2 separate regions of the Danio rerio genome follow, and region 2 is linked to region 1. The links are chromatin contacts, called in public Micro-C maps. All regions are on one chromosome and are shown on one strand. Each heading gives the region's core, a stretch centred on a gene start, on an enhancer-like site or on the middle of the called end of the contact. The rest is flanking DNA. Distances are from core to core; before and after follow the strand shown.

What was found. A called contact is a pair of places that touch in the nucleus more often than the background predicts.
Region 2: a contact with region 1 is called in a Micro-C map of caudal fin, with 5 times the contacts expected there. The contact joins the promoter of tafa3a here to the promoter of st7l in region 1. A contact is called at or near these places in 2 of 18 Hi-C or Micro-C datasets (caudal fin and hematopoietic stem cells).

What each region holds. Positions count from the first base shown.
Region 1 is chr6:50,847,602-50,850,817 of GRCz12tu, forward strand. It overlaps st7l (suppression of tumorigenicity 7 like), which reads right to left and starts at 1,490. Exons shown (of 15, transcript NM_001111156.1): 1 at 1,317-1,490. The coding sequence starts at 1,485.
Region 2 is chr6:51,019,448-51,022,663 of GRCz12tu, forward strand. tafa3a (TAFA chemokine like family member 3a) reads left to right here and starts at 1,454. Exons shown (of 5, transcript XM_002662529.6): 1 at 1,454-1,902.

The DNA.
Region 1 (3,216 bases), core at 240-2,739:
TCATTAAATTCCCCAGAAAACAAAGTCGATACCGGCAGACGATAAAAACAACAGCCTAAATGTGATATATGTGGGAACTTTTGCATCCTTGAGCAGAAATAAAAGCAGTGCTGAGGTGTAAACGTCAAGAGAGGAGCAGAAAAACACACAGACCTGCGGTCAAATGTGTGAAAATAAAACCAACTTTACCTCAATCATTATATGCACACCATGCTCTAACAAACGTTTATAATAAATTGTCAAAACTGTGATGTCCTTTTGATTAAAATTTACGTTGGTACAATTTAGATAATGAGAATGTAGTTATTTAATGCCTTTGTGTCACTAATCACAACCAAAACAATACATTTTCTAGACTAGCAGTTTTTGACAGCTGCATTTCATCGCATTCACTACCTCAGTAACGACTTAAAATCAGTTAAATCCTTCTCACAGTGCTATATTATGACTTTCAATAGAGTAAACACTAAGTATAGACGCATGTTATTTCAGTTAACACCTATTTTAAGTCATTTTGGACAGTTGACATCAGTCACCATTCATTGAAATTGCATTGAAAACACAGCCTTCAAAAAATATCCTTTTAAATTCCCCAGAAAACAAAGTCAATACAGGCAGACAATAAAAACGACAGCCTAATGTAATAAATGTGGGAACTTTTGCATCCTTGAGCAGAAATAAAAGCAGTGCTGAGGTGTAAACATCAAGAGAGGAGCAGATAAACACACAGACCTGCGGTCAAATGTGTAAAAATAAAACCAACTTTACCTCAATCATTATATGCACACCATGCTCTAACAAACGTTTATAATAAATTGTCAAAACTGTGATGTCCTTTTGATTAAAATTTACGTTGGTACAATTTAGATATTGAGATGGAGAATTTAGTTATTTAATGCCTTCGTGTCACTAATCACAACCAAAACAAAACATTTTCTAGACTAGCATTTTTGACAGCTGCATTTCATCGCAGTCACTACCTCAGTAACGACTTAAAATCAGTTAAATCCTTCTCACAATGCTATATTATGACTTTCAATAGAGTAAACACTAAGTATAGACGCATGTTATTTCAGTTAACACCTATTTTAAGTCATTTTGGACAGTTGACATCAGTCACCATTCATTGAAATTGCATTGAAAACACAGCCTTCAAAAAATATCCTTTTAAATTCCCCAGAAAACAAAGTCGATACAGGCAGACGATAAAAACGACAGCCTAATGTAATAAATGTGGGAACTTTTGCATCCTTGAGCAGAAATAAAAGCAGTGCTGAGGTGTAAACATCAAGAGAGGAGCAGATAAACACACAGACCTGCGTTGACGGTCTCCTGCAGCTTCAGCGGACTCCTCAACACGTAAACCATCGTCAACACCATGGCGAACCACAGCGCGCAGATGTACGTCCACGACCAGCACAGCCACGATTTTAATTTCTCCGTGAAACCGGGTGATTGGGGATTACTGCCGCTGCTGTCCGCCATCTTTCACTTGCGAGCCGTAAACATTAGAATTGTGGGATACTGGAGGAGAGAGTGCTGTGCTGACGCGCTCCACTAGAGGACGCGCTCACTGTTTATTTACATACGAGAGATTTTGATTTGCTATCTAAATGCTAGCTTCATTAGCATTATATACTGCGTATTTTTTAAAGTTTGCTATTATTGAACATAAAATATTGTACAAGTTGGCATTGTCGATATTACAAAAAGTAAAAAGGTGCAAATAAAGAACAAATTATACATAATATGTTACATAAAATAATTATAAGTAATATAAAAACTAGCTAAATATAATAAAATAAATAAAAAGGGCTAGGGGTTTTCCTGTAATAACACTTTTCGATTAAAAACAGAAGATTATTCACTTTTTGTTTGATCGTTATCTCAAGGGCTTTTATCTATGAAATAATGTCATTATTAAGGCCCAAAATGTTGGTTTCACCTTCAAGATTTTGGGCTAGCTATGTACAATTTCCCAAGGAAGTTGTTGATTAAGAAGGCATCTTTCTTACTGTCCATTACAAACCCAGAAATTCTATGTCATTCACATTAAAAGATCCTAAGGTGTGAAATCTTTGGGTAAAGCCGTCATAAACATCTTACCATAAAGCATCCACTAACATACTGTAAAAAAACAAATAATCTGCTGTTTTAATATCATCACAAAACATTATTAGACTCAAATCCAAATCGAATTCTTAAATATTCACTACGCCACTTAAAACTGTAAAATTGGATCTTGCATTGCCCCCTCAGAAAGAGTTTGTGCCCCCCAGTTTTTATAAGGTATTGTTCACTCAAACTGAAAATTCTTTCTGTCATTAATTATTAACACCCCTGTCATTCCAACCTTCAGAACACACATTTAAATATTTTAAAATATATGACATAGCAATTGAATTATGAGAATGGCTATATCATGACGAACAGTGCTTTATAATAACAATAATAATTCCTTACATTTCTATAGTGCTTTTCTTGGCACTCAAAGCGCTTTACACGTAGGGGGAATCTTCTCATCTACTTTTTTTCTTCTTCTTTTTTTAATGCAAGAAAGTACATTACAAAGATATAATATGAACAAAGAGACAAAGAGGGTTACATAAATAGAATTCCAGCAAATTTAACAAGTTTAAATGATTTACACTAGGAAAGCGTTTTAAATGCAGTGTAATTGTTAGAGTCTATTAAAGAGTTCACATACATTTCAAAGTCCTTTCTGAAAATAAAAAAGTAAGGGTGTTTCTTTGAAAATGTACATTTATGGATGTAAAATTTTGTTTAAAAAAGCAATAAATCAATAATAAATTTACAATGAGAAGAATCTACACTCAGAGAGTAACCAAAGAATACAATTTTTGGGGAAATACAGAAGTTTGGAAATAAGAATTTTTTAATGAAATTGGAAAAGTCAACCCAAAACACTTTACAGTAAGTACACTCCCAAAATAAATGGTTTAGAGTTTCATCATATTGAGTCCGAAATTAGCATTTAGGGGAAATATTGTTATTAAATTTAGCTAGTTTGGTCTTTATTGAGTAGCAATCTCCTCATCTACCACCAGTGTAGCATCCACCTGGATGAAGCGACAGCAGCCATTTTCCACCAGACCGCACACACACCACAGAGAGAGAAGAAAGAGAAATGAAGCCAATTATGATATGGTGATGGTTAGGAGGCCATGATGGACAGAGGCCAGTGGGTTAATTTGG
Region 2 (3,216 bases), core at 204-2,703, 170 kb after region 1:
ATTGAAAATGCATGTTTTCATTTTTAAATATTTAATAATAATAACAACAACAACAATAATAATAAAAAATTATAATAATGATAGTAATAATAATGAATATTTATATTTTTCAGTAGGACTATTCTAATTGTAGCTCAAAGATAATAACCTGAATTGTTATAAGATATAAACATGAAATATTTATAATTAAGCATGTTTTTATTTGATTTGTATAACGTTAATAATAATAATAATATTTAATTATCATTCTTTTTATGCTTACACAAACTTACTTGCTCCTTGTTTAAACTACTTTAAATAAGCTGACACAAATTTTTGGGTGGATTTAATTAAATATTTTTTGGGACTTAATTATTAACCTAATTATTTTAATGTCAATTCAATTTAAGTTGTTAAGTTAACTTAATCGATTTGTGGACCTGCTGTGGGGCCAAGTTGGAGTACTCACTTTGGTCCCCCGGGCTCTGCAATTGAACCAAAACAATCTGTAACAATTGGTTTAAGATTGGCAACCAAAATTCAGGACATTGCAACCTGCAGAACAGAAGGTATAGTTAAAATAAAAAAAATAAAAAAACCTAATCGAATTGTGTTATGACATCATGAATGAACAGTGTGGAACTTTGTGTGGAAGCATTTTTACAGTGTATGTTTACTTCGATATATGTAATACTAAATTATGTGGAATTTGAAAATTTGCAATAGGTGATTATAAAATACAGTCAGAACCTCTAAACCATAGATGCCCAAACTAGGGCATGCAGGCCAAAGTTGGCCCATGGTAATGTTTAATTTGGCGCACCATCCAATCAGAGAAGAGTGGGGTAACTGCCATTAACTAATATTGTCATATCTAATACAACATATGCTTTTTGTTGTTTTATTGCTGAGCTATGCAAAAAATGCAAACTATAATGAAATGTTTCAATTAAAAGTTATAAATCCGATTTTCGAATATACTGTAAATACTGTTAACCTATGGACTGAGAACAATGCTGAAGACATCAGTGAGACATCAAATCAAGGCAAAAACAGGTGCAACTTGTCCTTATGTATTCGGCATTGAACTCCTTTCTGTTAAAGATGCGATTGTTTTTGTTTTTACTGTTATAAATTTGTTATAAAATACTGCATTAGTTAATATAAAACAGTGTTTTCTAGTTAATTTTCAATATTATTATTTACTCATGGCAATTTTAATGTAATACAGTTTGGTATATTTACCTTCGACCCACAGACTTCAATCAAGTTTGGTTTTCGGCAATCACAAGAAAAAGTTTGGGCACCCCTGCTTTAATCAAACAGGTATGACATCTCGTAATGTAATCACACCGACGTTGTCATTGCTCACGCACATCTGACTATCATCCAGCAGGGGGCGCCAGTCTCCCGCAGCGGCGCGCGCTCACACGGATCTCCCAAGGGCTCCGCGCGGACGCTTCAAGTGCTGAACACTTGAGGGGCGAGTCGAGCTCCTCAACGCCGCTCTCAGTCTCCACGCAGCCTGAACACAAGACTACAGCAGCCAAAAACACCACTGGTCCATCATGGATAAGGGGATATTGCCGATTTGAAACCTTCGTTATAATACCCGCAATTAAGGGTCTCGTCTTTACGTGCTTATTCAGATCCGTTCCGGCGCGCAAAGTTCAGACGCATCTGAAGGAACTTTGGAGAGCTGGAGTTCAGAGGACTCAATCGAGACTTTTCTGAACTGAAGCAGGAATCGCTTTAATACCATTTGCATTCTCGTTTGTTTGAGTCTGTAGGTGATGCTTTTCCTGGGATCGTGTTTGCGCGAAGGGAAATTATCAGGCTTTGCCACTGCCGGGGTTTTACTTCTGACAATGAAGAGCAAATGAGAGCAGTATTACTTCACCTTTATTGACAGCTCAACGACAGGTAAGTTGGATTGCTTCATTTCAAATAAATAGCCTTGGTAAATGAATAAAGTAAAGAAAAAGGGCAAAAATAAAAGCATCGATTTTAAATTGGATTTTAATTAGACACATCCTATATTTCCAAATAGGACTTTTTGTTTCATATTGATTTAAAGTGTGCTGGGGCTAGATATACTGGTTATTCATATCTGAGTTGTGGCTAAAATGTATTTAAAAGGGCGATATCGAGCTTGTATTATGCAGATGAAGGTGGTGTTGGTATTGGGCTTATATAAAAGCTGCTACTGCTGATGGTTATAAAGATGATTGAGATCACTAAAGTTGGACATTGCCGTGAAATGTGAAATCCTCTGTGCTGACAGGTAAATCATCTTGTTTGGATCTGAATCACTGGTGATTGTTGTTGGGGTTGCAGATCAATGTCAGATTACCTATAATTACCAGACATGTATTATTATAGTCAGTCAGCATTTGTCAGGCCACGGTTCTGGTGAGCCTTTACAAATAGATTGTGTCTAGAAATCTTTAAAATGCTGCCTTCTTTCACAGTATTTGTTAGGGAGAATGCTTTTTGGACTGGAGTGCGTGCAGAGTTTTGATTGACATTTGACATTCAGAATCAAATCATTTCCTAATTCCAAAATTGTATTCCCTCACTACACCTTATTTCTCAATGAATATCCATAGATGCAATGCATGTTGGAATACAATGCTTGGTTAAATTTTGATTGGCATTTGTTAATTTGATTATCATTTTTTAACTCCTCCCCCTTAACTTTACACAGTCCAATCAATTCCCGATTCTCCAAATTAGGCCCTTCCTTTTGTTTTTCTTATTATCTCACATTTTCCAAAATTTCCAGGCCATTCCTTAACTTCTTCCCCTAAAACCAGCTGACTGTATCTAAACCCAGTCAGTTCCCAAAATGGATTTCCATCCTTTTCTCTATTGTTTCTTGATAAATATCTAGCAAATACATATACCCTAGGAATGTATGTCTGAATGCAAGGCTTGCATAATATTTTGAATGATATTACTTAACTTCTGGATGTAACATTTTGCAGTCCATTCAATTCTAATTTCCCAAAATTAATTCCTTTGTCTACTTTTATTTTAAATTCCATGTTAGAGATCTAATATTTGGGCAAATTTTTGGCTGGCATGCCTTAACCCCTCCTCCTAAAATCCACATAACTTCCTCAATCCAATCAGTTCCCTATTCCCAAAATGTATTCCCTCCTTACACATTTTTTAAAATGAAAATCAGTTTCAAGCAGTTTGTTGTAATTTATGTTGGAAATCTTGATGTTTCCA